Regions from separate parts of the Mus musculus genome. Here region 2 is linked to region 1. A link is a contact called in public HiChIP or PLAC-seq data. All regions are on one chromosome and are shown on one strand. Each heading gives the region's core, a stretch centred on a gene start, on an enhancer-like site or on the middle of the called end of the contact. The rest is flanking DNA. Distances are from core to core; before and after follow the strand shown. Region 1 overlaps Brap (BRCA1 associated protein). Region 2 overlaps Pptc7 (PTC7 protein phosphatase homolog).

The links. HiChIP or PLAC-seq counts read pairs in DNA pulled down with a chosen protein or histone mark.
Region 2: an H3K27ac HiChIP or PLAC-seq map of embryonic stem cells shows a contact between it and region 1, with 2.4 times the contacts expected there. The contact joins two enhancer-like sites. A contact is called at or near these places in 2 of 115 datasets of contacts at active chromatin or transcription factors (embryonic stem cells and pancreatic cancer cells).

The regions. Positions count from the first base shown.
Region 1 is chr5:121,666,250-121,672,340 of GRCm38.p6, forward strand. Brap (BRCA1 associated protein) reads left to right here. Exons shown (of 12, transcript NM_028227.3): 5 at 5,836-5,949. Among named protein-coding and RNA genes, the nearest start is that of Brap, 8.7 kb to the left of the region's middle. Within about 2 kb of position 4,347, at least 13 of the 459 cell types and tissues checked have an H3K27ac peak or open chromatin away from gene starts, as enhancers often do. A contact at or near this core is called in embryonic stem cells, where this site is marked.
Region 2 is chr5:122,316,732-122,323,382 of GRCm38.p6, forward strand. Pptc7 (PTC7 protein phosphatase homolog) reads left to right here. Exons shown (of 6, transcript NM_177242.4): 4 at 380-503; 5 at 2,983-3,112; 6 at 4,085-6,651. The coding sequence ends at 4,143. Rad9b (RAD9 checkpoint clamp component B) reads right to left here. Exons shown (of 13, transcript NM_001382853.1): 13 at 6,492-6,651. Among named protein-coding and RNA genes, the nearest start is that of Rad9b, 34 kb to the right of the region's middle. Within about 2 kb of position 1,565, at least 92 of the 459 cell types and tissues checked have an H3K27ac peak or open chromatin away from gene starts, as enhancers often do. A contact at or near this core is called in embryonic stem cells, where this site is marked.

The sequences.
Region 1 (6,091 bases), core at 3,097-5,596:
TATTTTTTTGGTGAAGATTGGTCCCAGCACCTCACACGTGCTCCTCCGTTGCCGACACCCCTGGCCCCTTTTTACCTTGTTATATTTTGAGACGGTCTCGCTGAGTTGCCCAGGCGGCCCTTGGTCTCACTGTGTAGCTCAGATGTGCACTGAACTTGTGTTCTCATGCCTCTGTCTCCCACCCACATAGCGTGATGACAGACGGGCACCACCACACCTGACTTATGCATCACACTGAGTGTGATCTCCAGCTCGTGTACTTATCCAGTGGACACAGAAGCCCAAGCACTTGTGTCGTCCCCAGTTCTTTGATTCTGTTTGCAAGATGCCCTTTGGAGTGCGCATGGAGGTCAGAAGAGCGTGTCCCACCCCCTGGAGCTGCAGTTCCAGACTGCCCCACATGGATGCTGGAAACTAAGCCCTGGTCCTCTGCAACAGCACTGTACTACCTATCTCACCCTGTCCCAGGTTTTTCCTTCTTCTGGTTTTGGTTTTTGTTTTTTTCCTGTTTTTTTTTTTTTGTTGTTTTTTTTTTTTTAATTCCAAGACAGGGTTTCCCAATGAGGCCCTGGGTGTCTCTGAACTAACTCTGTAGACCAGGCTAGCCTCTAACTCACAGAGATTGCATTCGGATCAAAGGCGTGCGCTACCACAGCTGGCTTCAGTGTTTGCTTTTTTTTTTAAACGTTGGTGTTGATTGGTGGAATATTGAAGTGTTAAGAATGGTTGACAATACAGACACCAACAGATGTCCTGAAAGAACAGAGGTGTTCTTAGACCGGAAATGGCTTGTGCAGTTTTGAGTTAGGAAGGCTTTGTCATCTCCTCTCTGCCTTGTACTGCTGTAAGCATGTTGGTTCTTAAGAGCATGTGTGTTTATATAGAAACATAGCATGAGGTGAGTTTTACTCATGTCCCCGAGGGGCTGCCCCAGCTTTGGATTTACTCAAGCTTTTTTTTTCTATGTTTTTATATCCTGTGATATTTGTCCATTGAACTTTGACCATATTAGTCAGGTGGTGGTGGCGGCACAGGCCTTTAACCCCACCACTACAGAGGCAGAGACAGGCAGTTTCTGAGTTTGAGGCTACACTGGTCTACAGAATGAGTTCCAGGACAACCATGACTACAATTTGTGGAAAATTAACTTCTCTCAACTCCGTGGTCAACGGTTTCCTCTAGATCAAGTGTCCCATCCTGTTAGTTGACAAATTGGTATTTTGACAGATCATTTGTTCTTGCCACTCGAATGGGTTACTAAGGTTTGTGGGTGAAGGGAACTCGTGACACAGACTTCCTTGTCCAGGAATGCAGGGTGGACGGCAGTGGTGGGTGTTCAGTAATACGTGTTATGTGTGTGTGGTCAGGGAGGGCAGCTTGCAGGAGTCAGCGCTCTTCTCCATGTAAGCTATAGGGATTGGGTTCATAATATTAGGCTTGGGGCAAGTGACTTTACCCACTGAGCCATCTCACTGACCCCTGCATACAACTTTTACAAATTACATATCACTTATTTATTTTGTATGCATATGTATGTTTTGCTCAAGTGTAGATCAGAAGACAACTTTCAGGAGTTGATTAGCTTTTTCTACCATGTGAGTCTCAGCCTGTGAGGCTTGGTAGTGGACGCCTTCACTTGCTGAGCCATCCCACATAATCTTTTTTTTCACGGCAGTGGTTTACTAAGTAGTTCTGGCTGGATTGGAATTAACCACATCTGCCAGGCTGGCCTCAGGCACAGAGATCTGCTCGGCTCTGCCTCCAAAGTGTTTGGCTTAAAGATATGTACTCCTACATTTCCATATGTAATATTTAAAGATACTTTCTTTTCTTTCTGACAAGTTCTCATCCGTAGTTTATACTGTGGATTTCCCAATTTATCCCAGGCTAGCCTTGAACTCTCAGACATAGTCCTCATCTCAGCCTTCTGACGTGGGATTATAGGCATGGACGTGAATGCCAAATTTGGGCTTATTATGTTCTTAGACAGTTTATAATTTAGTTCTGTGCCTTTTCCTTCATGGTACTTGTTAATCACTGGTATAGTGTAGACACTATAAAGTATTGCTGTTACTAGTGACTTAAAAACAATGGCTGTCCCCTCACCACTCCTATGTCCCAGTTCTAGCTATGAAAAATGGCCTTCTCCATCTTGGTTATTAATGAGTCCATATATAGGCAGCTTTCCGTGTTCTCCTGTCTTTCCCTGAGAACTCAAAAGTCTTTTGAGTGTCGTGTAATTGCTGTTGGCCCTAACTGCCTGCGTTTACTTTCTTGTGTGTTGGCAGCAGTCCCTTCCACCCCAATCCCATCCAACACCGCCCCTCCCCCCAATACTATGTAGTAGAGAAAGGTTAGAGGGGAAAGCGGGTGTAGACCTAAGGAGCCTACTTCCTGCTGACTAGAGTTCCCTGGGGCAAGTCCAGTCTTTGTGGTCAGAATATCTCCAGCCAGCAATCCAGCAGTAACAAGCCCAGCAGCAGCAGGGAGCGGCAGCCACCTTAGGCCCTCCTGAGTCTTTCCCATTTACACCCTCTCCAGAGTCCCAAATGTAAACTGTCTTCAGCTGGCAAAAATCAAGCCCCTCCTAGAACAGAAAATATTCGGAGTTAACGGCTGTGACGACTGTGGGCAGTCTGAAGCAGCCCCATATCCCACACCTGGGATTACAAAATCATTCAGAGAACATAACTAGGTTTTTTTGAAAAACCAAAATTCTCACTACAAAACCAGGGCTGTCAGGCTTGGTGGCAAGTGCCTTTAATTTTTGCATCATCTTGCTGGCCCCTGCCCTCTCAGCTTTCTTTGGAGGTTCGGGAAAAGTCATAGATTGATAATATGACCTTGAGGAAATCCAGTCTTTGAGGAAGGAATTTGTAAGTCATCATCAGAACATGAAGACCAAAATGGCTGGGTCACGGTAGGGACCTCCCTCGTGTGCTTATGCAGGACTGACTGGGATTCTGGTCCTCTTAAACATAAAAGCATGGAGAGCCCAGCTGGCCAGTGCTGGCACACACCTTTCATCCCAGCACTCAGGAGGCAGAGGCAGGCGGATTTCTGAGTTCGAGGACAGCCAGGGCTACACAGAGAAACCCAGTCTTGAAACAAAGAAACAAACAGTAAAAACACACTCAGCTCTGTAGCTGTCTGGCAGAGGAAGCTCTGATAATGATCCTCTCAGAGTTGAACAACAAATTAAACAAAACCTGAAGTTGGCATTCTTTAAATTTCTGGTTGTTTATAATTCTAGCATTTAGTCTCTTAAGGACAAGGTCTCCTGAGGTCATTAAAACTGCCCTAAAGCAGTGTTTACTTTTCTGTGTATGAGTGTTTTGCCTGCAGGTATGTCATATACTGTAATGTGTGGGTGTTCTTGGAGCTCAGAAGAGTGCATCTGACCCCGACCACTGAAGTCAAGGATGGTTGTGAGCACCATGCAGGTGCTGGGAATCAAACCTGGGTCCTCTGAAAGAGCAAGTGCTCTTTACACTGAACCATGTCTCCAGCCCCTGCCCCTCAGACTCCACCTAACCCTTCCCTTCCCTTCCCCTCCCCTCCCCTTCCCTCCCTCCCCCTCCCTTCTTCTTCCCCTCCCTCCTCCTCCCCTCACCTTCTTTCCCTTCTCCTCTCCTCTCCTCTCCTCTCCTCTCCTCTCCTCTCTTCTCTTCTCCTCTTTTCTTTTCTTTTCTTTTCTTTTCTTTTCTTTTCTTTTCTTTTCTTTCTTCTTCCAGACAGTTTCTCTGTGTGTCCCTGGCTATTTTAGAATTCGCTCTGTAGACCAGGCTGACCTAAAATCAGCCTCAAAAGTATATGTCTTTGATACAGATGAACAGTTCCCTCACAAATATAATGTGCACAGTGTAGGTTAGGTTTAGTCTCCTACCTGTCCTTTCTGTGATGAGTCCTGTTATTTGGTGAGCGCTTAACACATCTCATGATCCAAGGAGGCCTCTGTTTGTTCAGCAGCCTTAGCCAGTGCCTTGTGCTGTAGAAGTTGAGCCCAGCCTGGCTCCTTCCTCAGTAAGCACCTCAGCCTGTGAGATCTTCCTCCTCATCCAGGAATGTCTCTGGGGACACTGGAGGGTGGGGAGGCCTCTTCGTTGTCCCACAGCCAGCTCTACATATGTGAACTTAAAATTCACTGCCCCTTCAGTCAAACTACATCAGGATTGACCGCCCTTCTCGGGGCTGAGTTTAACCAATAGGCTTATGTGAAGAAAGCATAAATAAGCAAAAATCCAAAGTGCAGGTCTGGAGAGATGGCTCAGCAATCAAGAGTGCTGGCTGCTCTTGGAGGGGATCTTAGTTCAGTCTCTGACCAACCAGTTGGCAGTCATAACTGTAACCACACTTGATGGGGATCAGACGCCCTCTTCTGGCCTCCTCAGGCACTGCATGCATGTGGTACACACACATACAGGCAAAACACCCTCACACATAAAATAAAAATTAATGTAAATCTGTGAGCTTACATTACTGGAATGGAAGAAGAAACTGTTGTACTGTGGCTTTGAGATTGAGGGCCTGAGAAGGAGAGGCAGGAAGGATGCTTTGGTGGAACAGCCTTGATGGAAGAGAAAACAGTTTTGTTTTTGAGGAAGCTGTCCCCATCCCCTAAGCAGCTCGTCAGCATGAGTAGTGCTGGAGCAGGCGGCCTTCCTGTGTTTGGTCTGACGCCCCTGCCGGGACAAACTGAGTTTAGCACTGGAGTCGTCTTGTTGCTTTACACTAAGCCTGATCTGGTGTTGTTTTGCGTTACCTTCTCCACGTCTATTACAATTTATGCCACCATGAAAGAGCAGCTCAGTGTTGAAGGCTGGTTAGTCTGGGTTGTGAACTGCCACATGCGGAACTGAGCCCTGGATCTTTGTGAGAGCAGGCAGTGCTCTCTCACAGCCCCAGGCTAGGACACCTTGATCTGCACGAGGCATCCTGACAGGTGATTGGTGTGGAGTGCTTCCTCAGTCAACTGAAGATGAGCTGGCTTTTCATCCGTACTGCTCCTTATTCTTTAACAAGATGATAAGTTTGGGTTTTGTTGGTTTTTTTTTTGTTTTTTTTTTTTTTGTTTTTTTTTTGAGACAGGATTTCTCTGTGTTATCCTGGATGTCTTGGAACTCACTCTGTAGACCAGAATGATCTTGAACTCAGAGATCTGCCTGCCTCTGCCTCCCAAGTGCTGGGATTAAAGGCCTGTAGAAGGGTGCCCAACTTTTTTTCCTTTCTTTTTTTTTTTTTTCCTCAAATGAATGATGGTTCTTTAAGGGCATCATGTATGTATGTGTGTATGTATGTATGCTTGTATGTATTTATTTATTAGATGTATGTGAGTACACTGTAGTTGTCTTCAGGCACACTAGAAGAGGGCATCAGACCCCATTTCAGATGGTTCTGAGCCACCATGTGGTTGCTGGGAATTGAACTCAGGACCTCTGGAAGAGCAGTCAATGCTCTTAACCATCTCTTCACCCCTAGTCTTCGTCCCCTACTCCATTTTTTCCAATTTTTGTGTGACAGTTACAATTTAGTTCCAGAATTTTAAGAAGTATGTGTCTTCTTCCAAGTGCCTCAAAAATAATGACTACTGGGGAAAGAACTGTCCAGAAACTTGTAGACAGATGGCAGGTTGAATGTTCTCTGCTCAGCACATGGCACTACCTTCTGCCTTGTAAGGCAAACCTCTCAACAGCCTGGACACCGAGCTGCAGAGCTCTGTTGACTTGATGGCTCCAGAGCTTGCTGCTTCTATTGCAAATGTGTGGGGATGTGGGAATGGAGAGTGCATCTTCCATGACCAGCCTTTATTTTCCCCTCTCCCTATGGTATGCACAGGCTGATGCAGACAGTTTCTACATGGCGTGCAATGGCCGCCAGTTCAACTCAATCGAAGATGACGTCTGCCAGCTGGTCTATGTGGAAAGGGCTGAAGTGCTGAAATCTGAAGATGTAAGTGTGAAGTCTTCTTACATCTGATGAAATGTTGATCCGTACAGAATTGAATGTTAAGATGCTTGCCAAACATCAGGAATAGGCCTTCCTGTAAAGACTGAGAGTAGAAACAAGATGGGCTCTGGGGTCTGGGAGAAAA
Region 2 (6,651 bases), core at 315-2,814, 650 kb after region 1:
GCCTGGACTCAGCTTTACTCAATGGCTTTTGTTGAGCCTTTGAAACATACAGATGATGCTGTCAGCTAGTTTTCTCAGGATTGACATTTTGGTATGACTTCATGTTGTGAGGCGGGGTTAATGCCCCAGCTGGAGCATGGAGGTCACAGGACACTGGTGGCAGTCAGTTCTCTCACTTGTGGGTGCTTAGGATGGGAGAACTCAAGTGAGCAGGCTTGCTGGTCTTCCCCTTGTCTGCTGACTCGCTCGCTAGCCCAGCTTCCTTAGTTGAGGCCATATTTAAAGCCTCCTGACATTGTAAAATGCAGGTAGCAGGGCCTTTGGCACATACCTGCAGGGCTTCCTTCACCTTGCTGTTCCTCCTCTGTCCTTGCCACAGCCCAGACGCTGCTGATAGCACATCTTTCGATGTCCAGTTAGGAGATATCATCCTGACAGCAACAGATGGGCTCTTTGACAACATGCCTGATTACATGATCCTCCAGGAGCTGAAAAAACTGAAGGTAAGGAGCCTGGAGGCCCTGGGAGCTGCCGCTCTGCCCAGTGCCCTGTCCCTATGTTGGTTTGGAAAAGACTGTTTTTTGAACTTCACAAAATGATGGGTATACTATCCCAGGCGATTACAATTGGGAACATTAGAGGAGAACTGGGGGAGCCCTTGGCTCAGCCTTCCTCATAGGGTGGTCCAGGGGAGTCGGAAGTTGCTTTGTTTCCTCGTATCTTATGCACCTGCTTATGCCTCTCTCCTTTTCCTGTCACCACACACCCTGCGGTTGCTGAGGCTGGGAGGTCAGAAGTGAGACCAGGCAGCAAGGAGTGTGGGTGTTGACTAGAGCTATCACTGAGGGAGAGTTTGGCCTCTACCACAAAAGGTGGCAGGACCAGAAGCTGGGCTTTCCAGATTCTCTTAGCCCAGAGAAAGTTCTGGCTGGCAGACCTGGCCTTCTTCTCTGGCACCTTGCCATTCTGGCTTGGGGTGTTTCTTCTACTGTCCAAGCAGTGCCTCCTTGCCTGTGAACTGGGAAGAAGAAAAAGTCTTCCCCTTCAGGGTGGCAGGGAAGAGTAACCAACACCATGGGGAGGAAGTCCTAGCACCGTGCCTGCCCTGTGGTGGTCGCTTGTACTGGGGCACTGTGTGCTGACAGCCGTCAGCAGGAAGCACTCGGCCCACCCTCCGGGGCTTCCAGTGCAGAGGAGAACGGCTGGGGAGGAGATAGATACACAATATAGGCTGCTGGCAAGTGAGCAGGGTTAGAAATAAAGGGGACTCCTATCTTAGATTGGCTAGGGAAGGCCCCTGTGAGGAGGCGGCCTAGACGCACAGACCTGTTGGCTTTTCATTTTCTTTATGAACTTTGCTTTTTAAAAATATTATGTGTATGAGTGTTGCCTATGGAGGCAAGAAGAGAGTGTTGGATCCCCTGGAACTGACGTGAACAGTCTTGTGGATGCTAGGAACCAAACCTGGGTCCTCTGCAAGGACACCAGTACTGTTGATCTCTGGAGCCATGCCTCCAGCTGTCCTAGCCCTCTGCTGGTTGAAAGATGTAGAACCTTTGATGGCAGGGCTGAGCAGAGGCTTGTCCTCCAGCGCCCATTTTATAGATGAGGAAGTGGAAGTAGCTAGGACAGGGCATGGTCAGAGAACGCACAGCAAAGCAAGAGTCTGCTATGGCATACAAAGCCTGCAGGCCAGTCTCAGCATAGCCAGCACCAGAGCACCTCTTACTTGAAAAAAGCTAATATGGCTAGCTAGGTGTTTTCCCAAACATGGGGACTTCTGAGGCACCATGAAAATGTGGCCCAAACCCACCTTTTCAGACCATCCCATTTTAGCAAGAATACCTCAAAAATTTCAAATGGAAGACCAAAAATGAAAATCTTAATTAAAAATGTGGAGCCATTTCAACCAAAGGTTCAGGCAGGGCCTTGATCTGACGGGCTTGGTCCCCGTAGTGCTGTCTCCATGTCTTTTCTCACTGGATAAACCTAAGTGCTGGGGGAGTGTTCAGGTGAGTGTGCTGCCTGCCGCAGACCATCTGGGTCCCTTTGTCTGCGTGGAGCGGGTCTCTGGGTGCAGATGGGCAAGGAGTTGGCGGGTGACAGACAGACCAACACGTGAGATTGTGTAGAATCTGAATGTATTTTGTCATGTTGAGCATCAAACTTTTTATACCGAAGAATAACAAGAAACCAGGCAAAATACGATCCACCAAGTTACAGTGATGAAATACAAAAGGAATGTATACATCAAAAGAAGGCGGGGACCAGGCTGCTGCCACTATGAAGGGAGCCAGGTGTAAAGCTAGTCTATTGTTAAGCCCACCACCAGGGGTTCTGCACTAGCAGGCCTTCTCATGAATACTGCAATACCACAATCCCCCTATTTCCTGGGTCTTTAGAAGAATTTACCAACTTGCTTCTAATATGAAGCTTGCTATACCTGGCTGTAGGGAAGATCTAAGTCTCAGTGGGATTCCCTAGCTCTATTATGGTATTCCCTTGTTTGGGTGAGATTTGTTATTGTCCTTAGTAAATACTTTGCAGACCAGCTCTGAGCTGCTGGCTCCGTTTTTTGTAATGCTTAGTTACTGAATAGGTAACTTCCTTACTGCATTCCTGCCGGATTCCAAGCTCAGTTGCTTCTGGGACCTTGGAACACTGGCGAAGGCTCTGGTTACGTCAGAATTCAATCTTAAAAGGCACTTAAAATAATATAATGCTAAAAGAGAGCGCAGGGATCCATACACCAGACTAACGTGGGAATAGGGTATGTATATGGGTTAATGAGAACGCCAAAGCTCCAGGAGGTGAGTTTCCGTGAAACTCTTTTCCTCAAGTGCTTCCAGGCTTCTCAGCCTGTCAAGCAGACTTTTACTGGAGTGTGCGTGGCAGCTGCCTACAGTGCTGCCTGCATCAAGTGTTCTTATGCAGAGCTCACATGAGGCACCGTGGTAAAAATAACTCCATCCTTCATTTTAGAATTCAAATTATGAGAGTATACAGCGGACTGCAAGAAGCATTGCTGAGCAAGCGCATGAGCTGGCCTATGACCCAAATTATATGTCACCTTTTGCACAGTTTGCATGTGACAATGGATTAAATGTGAGAGGTAAGCATTCTCTGGAAGGTTCTGAGTTCTGGGTGAAAATGTGTAGGTGTGTGTCCTCTTAGCAAGGTCGGAGGGTGGCGGCTCATTTTTCCTGAGCCGCCCTTCAGAACCGACCTTGACTGCCTGAGAGAGCATGGAACCTGAAGCCCTTTACTCCACAGTGCCCTGCTTACCCAGGGCCACATCCCCAGCAGCTAAGTTCTGCCTCCTGAGTGGCTGAGTCCAAACTGCTGCAGCAGTCTGCAGAGGGAAGTTGTACGACCCTGCCATTGGTCTACTTCCTGGTGTGACTGGGGGATCAGGCCCGTCCTGGCTGGATGACATTGGCATCAGAACTGTCTAGGGCTGCCCAGCGTTTGCTAGGGTAATATTATGACATGCTGAGCACATCTGGGCTGAGGAAATGTTAAAACAGAGGAAAGCACATGCCATAGCTTCTTGGCAGATTAGAATACAGGCTATTCTGAGTTTCCAAACACTGGACATGTTTGTCCAAATTAGGCCAGTGCGGTATGTGAGTGCTGGGCTGTAGCCGTCCTGCACTTACTCATGTGATGCTGTGGGCCGACCACAGCCACCGAGTAGGAAAGCGGCAGGGTGGGTTTAAGCTTCAGTTAAATCACAAGGTTGTAGACAACTCAAGTATGTGCTGACCCTCCTGCCTCGGCCCATCAAGTACAGAGCTTGTAGGTTGCACCGCCGTGGCCTGGCCTTGGTGCTGTATAACTGGGCCTTGTTTACTTTAGCTTTGGGAGATGGCATCGGGTAACACTGGCTCAGTTTAAACTCTCTGTAGCTGAGCGTGACGTTGAATTCCTGATCCTCCCCACACTGGAGCTTGCAGCTTTGACTCTCCAGTCTGGAGCATCAGCAGAGCAAACCCACAGAGCTCTTGTCTTCAGTGCTTACGTGAGCCACATCTCTGATTGACTTTTCCTTCAAGCACACTGATAAGTGTCATCTGTGTTTTAGGTGGAAAGCCAGATGACATCACCGTCCTCCTCTCAATAGTGGCTGAGTACACGGACTGATGGGCCACACTGGTGACTCCTGCCTTTCCCCTGTCTCCCGACTTCTCCCTGCCACATGTGCTGATCCTGCTGGCAGGACCACATTTCTTTGCCACTGATCTCAGTGGCCAATGATGGATGCTCTGGCCCATGTTTGAGACCCATCAAGATCCTTGTTGAGAACCACTGCTGTCACCCGCTAGCCCGTACCCACTGGTGACCCACTGAGAGAAAAAGCGAGGTGACCTCTCCCTTCTCCTGGAGGTTTTCAAAGTCTTTTACTTTTCAAAAGCAGTTGAAGTTTTGAAAAGAAGTAATGTTGGTAAAGTGAACTCAAAATGTCAGTGTGTTAAAGGGATGTTAACATTCAACAAGTAGTAAATAGCGGCACCTCGGCCAAAAAACACGCGGATCATCCCAGGAGAAGCCCTGTGTCCCCCAGGCGCAGGCTCTGCGAGGACTGCTGGGGCTTTGTGTTTTCTGTTTGCCAGGAGCCCACAGTCCTGCTCTATCCTGTGCTGGGTCATGACATCCCAACCCCAGCAGCGGACGGTTTTGGTCACAAATTGGAAGAAAATTTTTGTTCTATGGATGCAGATATTTTGTGCTTTTTAAAAGATGCTTAATTGTGCCCCTGTGACTGCAGCTGTGGCAGTCTGTTGATTTGTCCAGGTCACAGGCTAGAGGCCTGGCCCACAGGAGAGGGACAGGGGAAGGAGACTCCTTACCAAAATCTAGTAATGGAAATACCACGCAAAATTTCAGAACTCCTCAAAGCCTGGGAATCAAATGCTGTAGCTGAAGTCGTCCGTGCTGCCTGTAAGATGCCACGGGCCTTCCAGGGCTAGAGTGTGCAGCTGCAGCTTGGGATGGGGTTGGCTGTGGACAGCCTGCTCCTTCCCTCAGGAGCCTCCCACCCTTAGAGCATGCCCCACCTGCGCTGTGTCCTCAAGGTGATGGTGTGGTGGCTGCAGCTCCCAGAGCCCACAGGAAAGCTAGTGGTGACCTGACATTCACAGTGACCGCAGCTGAGTGTGGGGCCCTGAGTCCAGCTTAATGTTTACAGTTCCAATAGCCATTTGCAGTAGGTAACGTTCCTTCTCAGATTTCCCCATTACCTGCGAGCGCAAACTTATTTTTAAGGTTTATGTACAATTGACTGCTGTAAAGATATATATATATTTTTGGGTCCGTTCTTTTCCTTCATTAACTTGGTGGTAGAAAAGCCGTATATACTTAGAAACCCTTAAGTTAAAGCCGTGTTTCTGTGCAAGTCAGATGACGCTGGTGTGAAGATGGTGTGAGCAGCCGTGCAGCCCTTCCTCTGCAGGAGACACTGGCTCCCTGGTTACTGCATTGAACTTGTGTTTGAGGTTACCTCAACTTGTTTTTAAAAGGTTTTGTCTGTCTGTGCGTTTGTATATTTGAGTAGCTGTCTCTGTTTTATTTAAACTGTTTACCATGTACCATGTACATGTCAGTGCTCTCAGTGCATCATGCTTGTAACAGGCATTCATTCATGAGAATGAGTTACTCATTTGTAAGCTCTTCAGTAATTTATCTACTATTCCTAAATTGGCATAATGTTAGATTCCTATTTTGAATCACCTTTAATTACATGTCAGAATGCCTTAACTCCCCTAACCTGACAACACTGAGTTAGTTCTCTGGTATGGAGGGAGACTGGATAAGGAGATGTCGCACTCTGTTGATCCTGGGGCGTGAGGGGCACGTGGTGGGTATTTATTTTGCACAAACTCTTTGCAGTGTCTGTGTTTAAAACAGTAAGGTTGCATCCAGATGGGGTGTGTGACTCTAGGACTGAGGACTTCAGCTCTTCTGTGTGGTTTGTAATTAGTTCTTGGTCAGAGGTGTTGTAGCCTTACAATCTGGATATATTTTGCATTAATTTTCCAATGCCGACATTTAATTCCTGCTAAGAGCAGAGCTGGTCAAGTCACTGGCTTTTTTCTGCTCTCATTTAGCCCATCAACCAATGTTTGTAAAAGTAGATTGGTGTGTTTTATACAACTTACTTTTAGTCAACTCACTTTTCTGAGCAGTGATTGTAAGAAACAGACAGGCAGTATGGCTGTTCTAGTAAACTGAAAACCACGAGGCAGACGTCAGGATTCAGTGACAGTTCCTCAGGCCTGGCGTGTGGACTGGTGACATCGTATATTCCATTTGCTTCTCCCTGTCCTTTTTGTTACACACTTAATTTTATAACTGTCGAGAGGTCAGGCAGAGCAAACGCTGCTCACACTCACTGAGGCCAGGGGCTCCATCACACACCCCTCGCCAGGTCTGATCTGGAACCTGGTGTGCGCGTGAGTTGTATTTTAAATCAAGCAATGTAAGCACTCATATTTGTCTCACAGAGTGAACTTTTATAACAAAAGAGAAAATTTGGGTTTTAATTTACAAATGGCAAATTATTTATCCCTCTGGATGCACCAAAGACCAGTAAAGTTTATAGCTTTTCCATCTATATTTATAAAGCAATACTGTATTATAAAAAAATCACTA